3 separate regions of the Mus musculus genome follow, and regions 1 and 2 are each linked to region 3. A link is a contact called in public promoter capture Hi-C data. All regions are on one chromosome and are shown on one strand. The core of a region is the stretch at or near the end of the contact, and the rest is flanking DNA. Distances in the headings are between cores, read along the strand shown.

Region 1 (4,616 bases), core at 314-2,813, 3.8 Mb after region 3:
TTCACCCCAATACTGAATCAGAAGCCCTGGGGTATAACGTCTAGAATCGCCCTTTAAGCTACCGAGGGACTTTGGGTGAGAAACAATGACTCAGAAGTCTGGATGCATCAAACCCAGCATTCTTTGGAGGAATGAACTGAGGACTTGGAAAGGTACGCTGTGCAGAAAGCCACAGCTTGTGAGCACCACAATAAGCTGCAGAAGCTACGTCCTTGTGTCCCTTGGTTCCTTTTACACCAATTCAAACTGTGTTTCGTTAAGTTGCACTTACGTCTTTTCCAAATGCGCACCTGCAAATTAATCTCTCGTGTACAGGCGGGGAATAATACAGTCAGTGCCTACGTCTTAAAAGTTTCTGTGAGGGTATTACTAAGATAAAACTCATTATTTAATGTATTTAACAAGGTACCTGGAATACCACACTTACTGGCTAGGATGCAAAACCCACACACACATACACACTAAAAGCCTGCCTTCTTAACTGAAAAGGATTTCCTGGGCCACTGCAGTTATAAACCCATGTTTAATTCTGAAAGTCCAAGAAGACCTTAAATTCAAGGGTAAGATTTAAATTCATAATATCTACTATCTTCCTTTGCCAGCCACCACCTACGTCTGCAAAAAGTCCAGAGAATAATCACTCTGCGGTGACCTAACTTCATAAACCAGCCCGATAGTTGCATTGCTCTAGAGACTCATGACAGCGATAATCTATTCTGACAAAACGCCCCTTGCCCCTCAACTGGTGTTTCTCGGGCGCCCTACGGATGGATAACCACTAGTATACAGAACCCTTGGCTGTAGCAAATGGCCTCTCAAAGCTTCCCGCTATCAGTGAGTCAAGGAGCAGCGTCATCAGGCCCAGAGGCAAACAACAGCTGCGCACAGCTGTGCTGGGTGACCGCTTTGGTTACCCGCCCGACCCCATTCACCTCCTAAGAAACAGAAAAATAGACAAGCGCCATCCACAGATCTCCACGGCGCACACAGTGTGGCCTACGAGCAGCTAAGGTTGACCCCGAAACCTCATTCCTAGGGAGCAAGGGTCAAAGGTGACCCCGAGTGACCCAGCAGGCCCTAGCGGCACAAGAAGGTTAACGACCCTCTTGTGCCGTTTTTTTCCCAGCGGCGAGAAGCCTCCACCAGCTGCCGGAAGTATGTCACCCCGACTGCGGGGATGGCGGGAGTTGTAGTTAACTGGCTATATCTCTTGCAATAATAGTTCAGTTTTATCAAACAAGTAAACACCCTGAGGCTCTGCAAAACGAACGCGCTGCTCGCTTTCTGCCAAGTTCTTAAAAAAATCCTGGTTTCCCCTGCTCCGCAGGACGCGTTCGTGCCCCGCGCAAGCGCAGGCTCGGACTACACATCCCAGCGTGCCTTGCGGCGCTCCCGCCGCGCCCGGCTGTAGTCGTTGGTGTGGGCCGCGTGAATGGAGCTCCGCGCGTGAGGCAGCGCCTGGCACGGCCCGCGCCAGCGCCTGTCTGGGCCCCGGAGCGTGAGTGCGGGTAGCGGCCGTGCGCGTGCGCACTCGCCTTCGCGCGCGGGCAAGCGCCCGACCATTGGCGCGCTAAGCGGGCGACCGTGCAAGGCGGCCCCGCGCGCCCCGCTGGCCGGTTGTTGCGGGGAGGTCTCCCGCCTGGCGCGGGGGTCCGCGCGGGTAGCCGTGGCGGCCGCCGGAGACCGCAAGGGGCGGCGCAGAGGCGGAACGGGCCGGCCGCGAGCCGCGCAGGAAGCGCCAAGCATGCCCCGCGACAACATGGCCTCCCTGATCCAGCGCATCGCTCGCCAGGCGTGTCTCACCTTCCGCGGCAGCTCGACGGGCTCCGAAGGGCCGGCGCCGGGCTTCCCGGAGAACCTGAGCCTGCTCAAGAGCCTGCTGACCCAGGTGCGCGCCGAGGACCTCAACATCGCGCCGCGCAAGGCGCTGCCGCAGCCGCTGCCCCGCAACCTCCCGCCGGTCACCTACATGCACATCTACGAGACGGAGGGCTTCAGCCTGGGCGTGTTCCTGCTCAAGAGCGGCACGTGCATCCCGCTGCACGACCACCCGGGCATGCACGGTATGCTCAAGGTGCTGTACGGCACGGTCCGCATCAGCTGCATGGACAAGCTGGACACGGGGGCCGGGCATCGGCGGCCGCCGCCAGAGCAGCAGTTCGAGCCCCCGCTGCAGCCCTTGGAGCGGGAGGCCGTGCGACCGGGCGTGCTGCGTTCCCGGGCCGAGTACACCGAGGCCAGTGGGCCCTGCGTGCTCACTCCACACCGGGACAACCTGCACCAGATTGATGCCGTGGACGGGCCAGCTGCCTTCCTGGACATCCTGGCCCCACCCTACGACCCGGAGGACGGCCGGGACTGCCACTATTACCGTGTAGTGGAGCCCATCAGACCCAAGGAGGCTTCCGGCTCTGCCTGCGACCTTCCCCGAGAAGTGTGGCTCCTGGAGACACCACAGGCCGACGACTTCTGGTGCGAGGGAGAGCCCTATCCAGGCCCCAAGGTCCTACCTTGAAGCTCCTGCCGCCCGGGGAACTGTGGGCCAAAGATGTACCCTGCCCTGCTCAAGAAAGGCCTGGCTGCCCTCTATCTTCCATAAGGGCTCTTCTCTCCGCCCCCTCGCCTGGACGATGGATTTACTGGAGTGACCAGCGCCACATCTTGAGGAACCTTGGGGAACACGGCCCACTGGAGTACAGCCACCACCGGGCACGGTTATGGGGGCGGGTGGGCGGAAGGCTAGGTTGATTCCTGGTATCCTCAGTGCCACCAAGGCTTTGATTTAAGGGAACCGGGCAGGGACCCTAAAGCGCTTCCATCCTAAAGCCATAATGAAACCATTTTTGTTTCTCATTCTCTACAAAATACACTAAGTAGTTTTGAATCCCTCTTCCCTTCGGTGACTCAGATTTGTTTTCTCTCCTGCCCACGATTGCTCCTTAATAGTTTAATTTATTACTGATTGTGCATGACCTTGAATTGTTCTTGTTTTCTTTTTTTTTTTTTTTTTTTTTTTTTTAGTTATTCGTTTGGTTAAAACACACACACAAACTACTCAGCATCTAAAGTGAGGAGTTCTGAAAAGACATCTTTCTAGCACTGGGGTTCACCCTCATAACTGTGCGTGTTGAGGACGATGTCTTTCCTCCCCTGGCTTGGTAGCCACTTCTGGTGTACTCAGGTAACCTTTAGTAAGAAGGTCACATACGCGAATTCTCTTGTCAGGCCCTTAAAGCTCGTCTTTCCCTTGGGTCTCAAGATCTGTCGTTTAAACAAATTTTTTTGTTGCTATTGGGGATTTGCCTTTAAAGCAAAGACGATTATTATCCTCAGCTGACTTTTTCCTTGACGTGCTTCAAAGATGATACAATAATTATGTGTTTTCTAACCAGACGATTCCGAGGAGCGGAATCTGCTATGCTTCCAAATAACTGAATGTAAAGGCCCTGGCCACCTGTTGAATTCCATACTCGTATTTACTTCCAGCTTCTTCCTAGGAAAGAAGAGAAAGATACTCTTGACTGTTTGTTGTTGTTGTTGTTGTTGTTGTTGTTGGTTTTGTTCTGTTTTGGTTTTTTGTTTTTGTTTTTTTGCGTTCTCTGTGGAGGGAGCCTGCAGAGGAGCTGTGTGGTTCCAGCTGTGCTGCCGGGAGATAGCCTCCCAGCACTCCCTTAAACAAGAGCCAGTGCTGCCTACTACTGCCTTCTCTTGCAGGAAGAGGTAGAGAGCATGTAGTACCCTGGGAGGGGCTCTGGAAGTAGGCTGCTGGCTAAGCAGGCAAGAAGCCCTGGGCTCAATCCTCAGTACCACATAAACCAAGTGTAGCACACAGCATTTAGGAAATATAGGCAGGAGGATCAGAAGTCAAGGTCAGACTTGGCTACATAGTGAATTTGAGCGGAACCGTGGATGCATAAGACACCATCATATAAATGTGTGTGTATACATAACATATGAATATGTATATATACACATATACATATGTATGTACACACACACATATGAAATGGATACATGGAATAGATGCTTGAGAATTTAGCCATTTAGGGCACCAAGATTGGAGACTAAACCCTATGCCAACACTGCAGCAAACCCTAGCGCTGCTGCAGTATTATGGCTGGCGGAGGCTCAGCCCCTTTACCATGTTTACAGACGTGTCTATCGATTCTGACCATGGACCACCAGTTTCCCCTGTTTACTATGTGTAGGGTTCCTTTTTATCACAGGCCTTTTCATAAAGACAAACTGTAGAAATCAGATGTGCCCAGCTGTCTTCTAAGCTCTCTTGATGGCTCATGTGGCAATAGAATATACTAATATCGGCAATAAATGGAGACTTACTGTCATGAGTGACAAATGTTTGTTGACCTGGCAGGGAAACAAACTGCTTTTGGCTCCATGTATCCAGGATACACATCCAGGCTGAAGGGGTGTCCTTCCCGGTGCAGTCATTAAAGTGGTACGAGACAGCAAATTATTGCTGGCTTGGCTTGTGGCTTTTTGTTTGTTTGTTTGTTTGTTTCATTTTAATAAAAATGAGAACAACAGGCCAGTGGAAACCTGCTTTAAACCTGACAAACCATGAGCAACACCCAAACACTTCCACCATGGCTGCT
Region 2 (4,297 bases), core at 1,085-3,584, 3.1 Mb after region 3:
AATATGTAAAATGCCCTTCAGTCAAATCCATTCATATGTTAAAAATGAACAAAATGGGTTATTCTAATCAAACGTCTGCAGCGTGCACCATAAAGTTAAAAAGAGAGGGCGAAAGGGCTGTAATTTCTCTCTCTAACCCATGTTTATGAAATGGTAAGATCAGATGAAATTTCAAGGAAGATAATTAAGGAGTGATGTGCAGGTCATAATTTGGCTAATGCAAAAGATGGAAGACTGTAAATTGGTACACTGTCCTCCCCCACGGTGCAGAGTTGGAATATTACTTTAAATTATTAAAATAGCTTTTCGACAGCTTCCAGAATACGGGCTTTTTGGCATGGGCTTTTATTACTTATTGTAATTGGAGGATCTGCCATTTTCTTTCGTTTATCTCTGTGTATATAGAAACAAGATACATCTTGCCTTTTTTATGACTTCTCCATGTTCTGAATCAAAAAAATGTGTTTTAGATAATGTTAAGCGCCCTAATTCTTACTGCAGCGGAGGCAGACGTTATGGAAAAAAAGCGTCAAAACACACACAGAGGGTCCTTCCACCGCCAGATCACCGAAGATGAGGCGTTTGTGCTCTGCTGGGTGTATTAACTTCAGCCATGTGAATATAATTTTCATTAAAGTAATCCTGTCTCAACTCGATGCTGCGGGTAGAGGTGAAACGTTGCGAAAGCGTTAAAAATAGCTTGCTAGTAATTTCAACATCCTGTAATTTTATCGCGGATCGAGTTTCAACTGTCGTACTATACAAACCTTATCCCCCATATAGTACATGTTTACTTTTTTAGCCTGCCAGACCCACTCTGGAAAGATTGGTGCCAATATAATAAAATCGCTGGGGGGTTGGGGAGGGGTGCTGGAAAGAGTGGGAGGAGAGCCGGGAAGGGGTGGAGGAAGCGAGTACACCATTTTACATCAATGCTGCGAAAATGCAAGCGAGCCAGGCGGAGGACCGGCAGCTGGGTCGCAGCGAGCGAGGGTTTTGCAGTCCCTGCCTGTTCCTTGTTCTGTGGCTCTTAAGTTTCTCTGTTTGCATAATAGCCGTGCATGCAAACCGCGCAATGCTCCAGGGCTCCAGAACAATAAATATACACATTTAAAACCTTTATTGTCTTACGTTGTGTTAACCACCCCCCACCTCCGTTTCCAACAGCTTAATTTCTGATGGTATTTAACTAGTTTGCAAATGGATTATTTTTTTCAGTTTCAAACTATTACCGAGAAAGCTCCCCCTCCCTTTTGGGAGGAGGGGGGCACGGGAAGGATTGGGGGTGGGGTAGAAGTCGGTATATTATTCCTGTAGCGCCGGGTTATATAAACACATTATCATTTGAGAGAGCCCTTGGCGTCCATCAGCATTGTAAACACGTACGAGTGTATATACTTCAAAATTAAAGAATGCACACGCAGAACCCAGAGCCCGAATTCATATTCCGAGCAGACTCGCGGCTCGCATGTATTGATTTATCATGCATGGTTTATTGTTCCTCTCCCTAAATGTAGTTGCTGTCCGTTCAATATTGTTGCAAAATCACGAGACGTGTGTGTACTGCTCACTTGTCTTTCTGCTCTTCTTCTTCCTTTTTTTCCCCCCTGCTGAGTATTTTTTTTTTGCGAAGCGAACAAATGCATTAATATTTATATGTTTATATAATCGATAACCCACTTTTCCCTTCCGTGTAAATAGGCATCAGAAGATAATTTAACAGATTAGTTCTCTCAAACATGGCAGTGAGGAAACGTAATTTAACTATCAAACAAATCTACATGTCTAATAACAGCAAATCTGCTAAGGAGCATTAGAAAGAGGAGCGGCGCCCCGGAATCTCTGCAGGAAATGTTCTTTATATTAGACATATACAAGCAGGTCCTGTCAGATGCACAACGCAGCTCGAGAGACTTGGTCTGCTCCAAAAATCTCAACCGACGTTACCCACAGACACGAGGAACTGAGAAGAGAAAGATACCCTCATTACTTGGTTTTAGGATGGGTTTCAATTTTTTTTTACATCTTCCTGTCTGCTTTTTGCCTTGATCCATTCTCTTCCCGCCGAGGTCGGACTTAGCCCTTCTCCCTATTTCGAATTTGATCAACCCATCTTTGGCAGCAAACCCACATCTTTTTTACAGGAGATGAAAATTGAGTCTTCGAGGAAATATTAGGATATATTTTCAATCATTTTGGTGCTGAGGGGGAGGCTAGAGCTTAGTTTTATATTGAGACATCACGCCGGCTGCAAGCAGAGAATGCTTTCCCCTGCCAGGACCTGATGCAATCCATTCAAGCCAACAAGTTTGGAGAGAATGTTGAGTTCAATCAATTCAGAACGTCGAGATGGAGCCCAACTCACTCCAGGTATTTCGCTCTCCTCCGCTCCTGCGGTCCCGGCGCCCCCCGGCACCCCCCAGCCCCCCAGCTCACCCACCCCCTCACACCCCCTCACACCCCCCACAAACTTTTTACCAAACTTTTACCCTCTGCATCCCCCCAAAATCATTTTTATTGTTTTTTTTAAAAATCCCTGCGCTGATCATACCTACATAATGTAATTTTATCGCCTCATATGGGGAACTGGGGAGGGGTGGTGGGGACCCGGAGGGCTTTTTTTTTCTTTTCTTTTCTTTCTTTCTTTCTTTTCTTTTCTTTTTCTTTCTTTCTTTTTTTTTTTTTAAGGGAGGCAGAAAATTAGTGGGTTTTGTAATATTTTTTCACCCAGCGTTCTATCTGTGGGCCGGTCTGTATTGAGAGTCTTGTGTGTTAATGTGCCTGGGAATAGATATTTGTGCTTGATGGCTACATTATTTACGTGGTGCTTTTTTTTTTCTCTCTCTCTCTCTCCCTCTCTCTCCCCCTCCTGCAGTGGGTCGGCTCACCGTGTGGCTTGCACGGACCTTATATTTTTTATAAGGCTTTTCAATTCCACCTTGAAGGCAAACCAAGAATCTTGTCCCTTGGCGACTTTTTCTTTGTAAGATGTACGCCAAAGGATCCGATTTGCATAGCGGAGCTCCAGCTGTTGTGGGAAGAAAGGACCAGCCGGCAACTTTTATCCAGCTCGAAACTTTATTTCCTCCCCGAAGACACTCCCCAGGGCAGAAATAGCGACCATGGCGAGGTGGTAAACCTATCTCTCCCTCTCTTCCTTCTTTATTATCTACCCCCCCCCTCCAGTAATGCGTATTATAAGGCAAGCTTGAAAATACTGTATTCAGTTCTGCGGTGAGCAGGATCCGCTCGTTTTTTAAAGGGGTAGCGCCACTAACTGGGGCTGGAGTATTTTACCATTGTCAGAGTTTGGCTGTCAGCTTTACAAAGACCGTCCAACTGCTGATTTTAGTCAAGATCAAATAACTTGTCAAGAAGGGTTTTGTTCCAGGGTGTGTGTGTGTGTGTGTGTGTGTGTGTGTGTGTGTGTGTGTGTGTTCGTTTAGCTACCTCTTCTTGAAGATTAATATCTCATGCTTTAATATACATATTTTAATGTACATATTTTTTGCTTTTTAATTTTTTTAATTTTTTTACTTCATGCCTGGCTCCTGGGCTGGGTAGCTTTCTTTTAGTGGGTTTTGATATTGTTCACGTTTTTTTTTTTTCTTTTAAGTATTTGATATGTTTAAGAGGGCGGAAATTACGAAACGGAGGCAGAATGAGATCAAAAGCAATTGAGTTGGCAAAGGCGTGTTGACTGAAGTGATAAATGACAGGTACTGGGATAATACATTCAAATAACTTGCGCATCTGCCCGGGCGGATTTCAAAGCGGTCGTGTAACCGGCACAAACACGTTCGGCATTAAGAACTATCTCGCGCCCACTCCCCCTCCTCCCGGAGCCATTTGATGTTCTGGTTTCCAGTGACTCCACGCGAAGTGGACGTCTTCCAGTAGGGTGTGGGGCTGGGTGCAGGGGCCTCTGCGGTGAGGTGCGAGTCTGTGCGCGGGATGGACGCGGGGAGGACCCTGCGGCGCCGCCACCAGGCCACCTCCCTCGGGCTCTGTCACTGCGGGTGTGACCGCACCTCTATGGGCTCCCCGGGTCCGAGGGCCGAGCTTGGTGGAGTGATCGTTACCCCCCTACACACACACACTCACACACACACACACACACACACACACACACACACACACACACACACACACACGGGAACTATTTTGGGGAGTCTGCGCCCAGGGCGCGGTGGGAGGGAGGGCGCACGGCCCCCTGGCCAGGCTTTGTGTCTCCCGAGACAGAGCAGGGTGATCAGACTGAGACTTTTGAGGGCAGCTAGCTCGGCGCCAGGCTCGC
Region 3 (4,312 bases), core at 1,254-3,753:
CCCTGCCCTTTCAGATCAAAGAGACAGAAGCATCCTGACTGAAGATGTCTCTTCTCACACCTTCCAGTTGGCACCCTGCCCGACCACTACCTCAGAGTACTCATGACAAGTTTATGTGTTAGACATTGACAGTCATCTTAATTCATTTTTTTTTTTCTTAAGCTTGTTAATTGTGCTCAGGGAAGCCAAACGAGTGGGGTTTCTTGGAACTGGAGTAACGGGCATTATGGGCACACCGATGAGGACGCAGGGAATCAAACTTAGGTCCTATGCAAAAGATATATTGCTTTTAATCTCCTTTAAAAAAATTTTTTAATAATGCTTTTTTTAAAGATTTATTTATTTATTTATTGTCTGTGAGTACTCAGTACACTGCCACTGTCTTCAGACACCAGAAGAGGGCATCGGATCCCTTTACAGATAGCTGTGAGCATTATGTGGTTGCTGGGAATTAAACTCATGACCTCCGGAAGAGCAGGCAGTGTGCTCCTAACTGCTGAGCCATCTCTTCAGCCCCAAGGCTGAATCTCTTAAGTGCCAAACTCTGGTGGAAACAGAGTAACACAGTTCCTGCTGCTGGTACAGGGCCCTGGTGTGAGCCTCCAGATGTTGCTGAGCCCTTCGTGGAAAGTGTCCAGTGTCTTCTGTGGGCATAAGGCTTGTTTGTGTAATAAATAATGTACATGTTTTCACATCCCTTCAGGGAATGTCCTCTCTCTTAAGGATAATGACTCCATGATAATCTAAGACAGCATGAGTATTACAGGAGGCAAAGGTGTGGCTAATGTTTCAGCAAAATGGTAAACCCAGGACCTTCAGGATGCAATATGAATTATGAGGGGCTTCAGGACTCTAAAGGAGCAAAGACAACTGCACTAATGAGCCAGCTTGTCAGAAAGATACAAAGACAGGCAGATTCCTGAGTTCAAGTTCAGCCTGGGGCACAGCAAATCCAAGCTCAGGTAGAAATGGTCTTTTCAGGAGATCCACCCAGCTAGCTGATCCCACCCAGCTAGCTTAGCAACCGTGTGTAACACAGCAGGCAGATCTCGGAATTCTTTTGCAATGTTAAAAGAAAACATGTGCTTGCTGTTTTCCTAAGAATCAAAGGGGTGGGGTCAGGGGATGCTGATTCATAGGATAATCAAAAGAGAACCTGGAATAAATAATTGAATTGAGGTGTAAATTTAAAAAGAAAAATGAAAAAAAAAAAAAAAACAAACCAGGACTTTTGAGCTAGCAGACAGCAATAACAGTTCTTTAGAATTTCCTCTAAGCGGGGCGTGGTGGCGCACGCCTTTAATCCCAGCACTTGGGAGGCAGAGGCAGGCGGATTTCTGAGTTCGAGGCCAGCCTGGTCTACAAAGTGAGTGCCAGGACAGCCAGGGCTATACAGAGAAACCCTGTCTCAAAAAACCAAAAGAAAAAAAAAAAATAGAATTTCCTCTAAGGAGAGCAGAGCTGTATGGAGATCTCTGGAGATCGAAAACAGCTCTTCAAGAATATTTTCTTGAGAGAATTTCCGACTTGGTTTGAAGATCCAATAATTTTTTGTAGCAGTTTTTCCTGATAGCTTCTAGTTTTACTAGCAGAGAAAGCTATCTCAATCAGAATTTGTAAAATAGCAAGAAAATCTGTCTACATCAGAGCAGAACACAGAGAGAAAAAGAGAGAGAGACAGACTGAAGGAGGGAAAGAGGGCGGGCAATTTGGAAAGCCATCTTAGCAGAACCAAGGCCGCCAGCTTGGACCCAAGTCGTTTGTTTTCGCCGCTCCCAGGCACCCCTTCTCTCAGAACCCCTCTCCATGCAGAAGCTGGTCCTAGGCATCTAAGCCACTGCAGCCTTCTAAATCGTTTTTCTAAGTGGACAGTCTACTTATGTTTATTTATTCATGGCAATGCTGGGAATTGAAGGCAGAGTGTTGTGCATGTTGGGCAAACACCATACCGTTGTGAAAGCAGAGAGCCGCTGAGCTGCTTCACCAGCCGAAGCAAGTTGTTTTTGTTTTTGTCTTTCTGGGACTTTCTGGATGCATGAGTGGCAGGGTCAGAGGCTGAAGGGATGGAGGCCCAATGTGGCTAGAGGAAGCTCTAGACACAGCTCCATCGATGCCCGTGTGCCTGCACTGGCATCCTAAGGCAAAATCTGTCTTTGCGGGACCCACAGTGGAGCTGGTCAGATTTGCAGGACCCACAGCTGAGCTGGCCACACCTTGTGTAACTTATTACCAAAAGTCAAAGGATCGGCAGGCCATCGGCCGACAGTCCTGCAGGTACTTGTCCTGAGTCACCTGAAACGCTCTCAACTGGACCGACGGTAAAACCCGGCCTGGATAGGCTCGCCCGGGCGGCGCAGACGCAGTCACCGCCTTGGCGCCTAAGGCTATCCCGCGGTTGTCAAATCCTCACCCGTCTGCCGGGTTGGACCAGCTGCGCATGCGCGACTCTACCGGCGCGCCGGCACACGCGCTCCCAGCTTGCCGCGGCGCCTGCGCAGTGGCAGTGAGTGGGCCCCGAGGTCGCGTCTTGCCCAAGTCTCCGCGGTCCCCAGCGCTCGCTCGCGCGGTCCTGCCACGGCCTTCCTGCTGCCCGCGCCATGGGCCTCAGCTCCAACTCCGCTGTGCGAGGTGAGCCGCCCGCGGCCGGTCCCCGCCACCCTTATCCGGACTGTCACCTTGACCAGCACAAGGGCAGGCGCAGGCCTGCGGAGCGCTCGGGGGATGCTGGTGCGGGCCGGCATCCCGGCCCTGGACCACTTCCCGGGCCAGCCACGCTGTGAGCAACCAAGATAGCGGGGCGCAGTCCACCCCAAAACGCTCCTGCGCTTCCTGAGACCCTGACACCGGGGACTGGTCACGTCGTAGGTGTTTTGCTTTTGCTGGCTTTGTAATTCTAGGTAAAGAAACCCAATCCAAGGTCTTCAATTTCCAAGTTTCTTTCGTACTTTGCATCCGGCCGCTGGTGACAGTGGTCTGAGAAACCACTGAAAATGGCCTTTTTCCCTAGCGTTGAAAACAGAAGTTTGTAGAAATCTGACTAGAATTGAATTTGTGAAACTTGGCTAGTGTAAAGTCCCTGGTGATCAACTGTTAAAATTACTACAACCTGTGCGATATGCGTGACTGACTGCCCCGATATAAAAACGCCACACCCCAGGGTTTGGTTACTTCTAACCTTTAGTTGAGTAAAAGTAAAAAAATTAAATTACAGTGAGCCCCACTGATTCATTCAGCAAATAGGGATCGTCTATACTGCTCGGTTCTGTAACTATCCCTAACGTGACCAGTCCCCAACGTCAGGGTGTCAGGAAGGACGGGGGTTTTGGGGGGTGAACCGTGCCTCTCTAGCCTGGTTGCCCACAGGGTGACTGACTGGGGAAGTGGGACCTTAGTTTTGTAGTAGGTTGGTTCTATATACTGGAAAGTTCTACTTAATATCGACGAAACTGACTGGGCAGATAGGGAGAACAAGTTTTTTATTTTATTTTCTTAACATTTATTTGTGTGAGTGTGTCTGTACCTAGTGCCATGGCTTGTGTGGAAGTGAATAGATAACTTGTAGGAGCGGATTCTCTTCCACCCTGTGAGTCCCAGGGATCAAACCCAGGTCATCCATCTTGACAGCAGGCACCTTTTCCCACTGAGCCATCATGCTAAAGCCCATGCAGATAGTTTAAAAATACTACAGACAAAAAGAAATGATTCTCTGCAAACTTTATTTTAAAGGGTAGCCATTTGGGGACTCCTTTAAATGCATCCACTTTGGTGAACTTAAGTTTTCTTCGTGGTTTTTAAAAATCTGTTTTGTTTGTCTTTTTGAGACATGATCTCTATAGCCCAAGCTAACCTTGAAATCCTCTTGTATCAACCTCTGCAGTGCTGAACCTATATAGGCCTGCCATCACACCTGGAAAAACAGTGTTCTTGGTAATAAGACGGTTGCATAAAATAAAATGCTCACATGATTTGTGGTGCAGTTGTTTTAATTTCGTAGGAACACTTGTATGTGGGTGAGGTTGGGCAAAAAGATTGCAAAATGTGTTTTTGTTTGAAATCTGGGCTCATATTTCGTAAGCAGACACTAGGTCCTGATTTAGATAATGGAGCTATTAAAGACAAAGGAGGTGAGCCCCAAGAACTAGTCACACTTTGCAGGCTAGTCTTTCCTGCAGCCAAAAGGTAAGGGTTTAATTTGCCTTAATTTGTGGGCACAGGGAAGCTCAAAAGTGACTTTTCATTAGTCTTTTATTATCTAAGAAATATGAAACTTCTTGGTGAAGACCCTCAGTTGGCTTCAACTTGAAGTACTCAC

The links. Promoter capture Hi-C pulls out the DNA fragments that hold promoters and counts their contacts.
Region 1: a contact with region 3 is called in a promoter capture Hi-C map of pre-B cells. The contact joins the promoter of Ado here to the promoter of Cisd1 in region 3. A contact is called at or near these places in 1 of 39 promoter capture datasets (pre-B cells) and 1 of 484 Hi-C or Micro-C datasets (muscle stem cells).
Region 2: a promoter capture Hi-C map of pre-B cells shows a contact between it and region 3. The contact joins the promoter of Arid5b here to the promoter of Cisd1 in region 3. A contact is called at or near these places in 1 of 39 promoter capture datasets (pre-B cells) and 1 of 484 Hi-C or Micro-C datasets (myeloid progenitors).

The regions. Positions count from the first base shown.
Region 1 is chr10:67,545,902-67,550,517 of GRCm38.p6, reverse strand. Ado (2-aminoethanethiol (cysteamine) dioxygenase) reads left to right here and starts at 1,563. Exons shown (of 1, transcript NM_001005419.2): 1 at 1,563-4,616. The coding sequence starts at 1,745. The coding sequence ends at 2,515.
Region 2 is chr10:68,276,763-68,281,059 of GRCm38.p6, reverse strand. Arid5b (AT rich interactive domain 5B (MRF1-like)) reads left to right here and starts at 2,334. Exons shown (of 10, transcript NM_023598.2): 1 at 2,334-2,370; 2 at 2,876-3,130. The coding sequence starts at 2,350.
Region 3 is chr10:71,343,040-71,347,351 of GRCm38.p6, reverse strand. It overlaps Cisd1 (CDGSH iron sulfur domain 1), which reads left to right and starts at 2,503. Exons shown (of 3, transcript NM_134007.4): 1 at 2,503-2,628. The coding sequence starts at 2,598.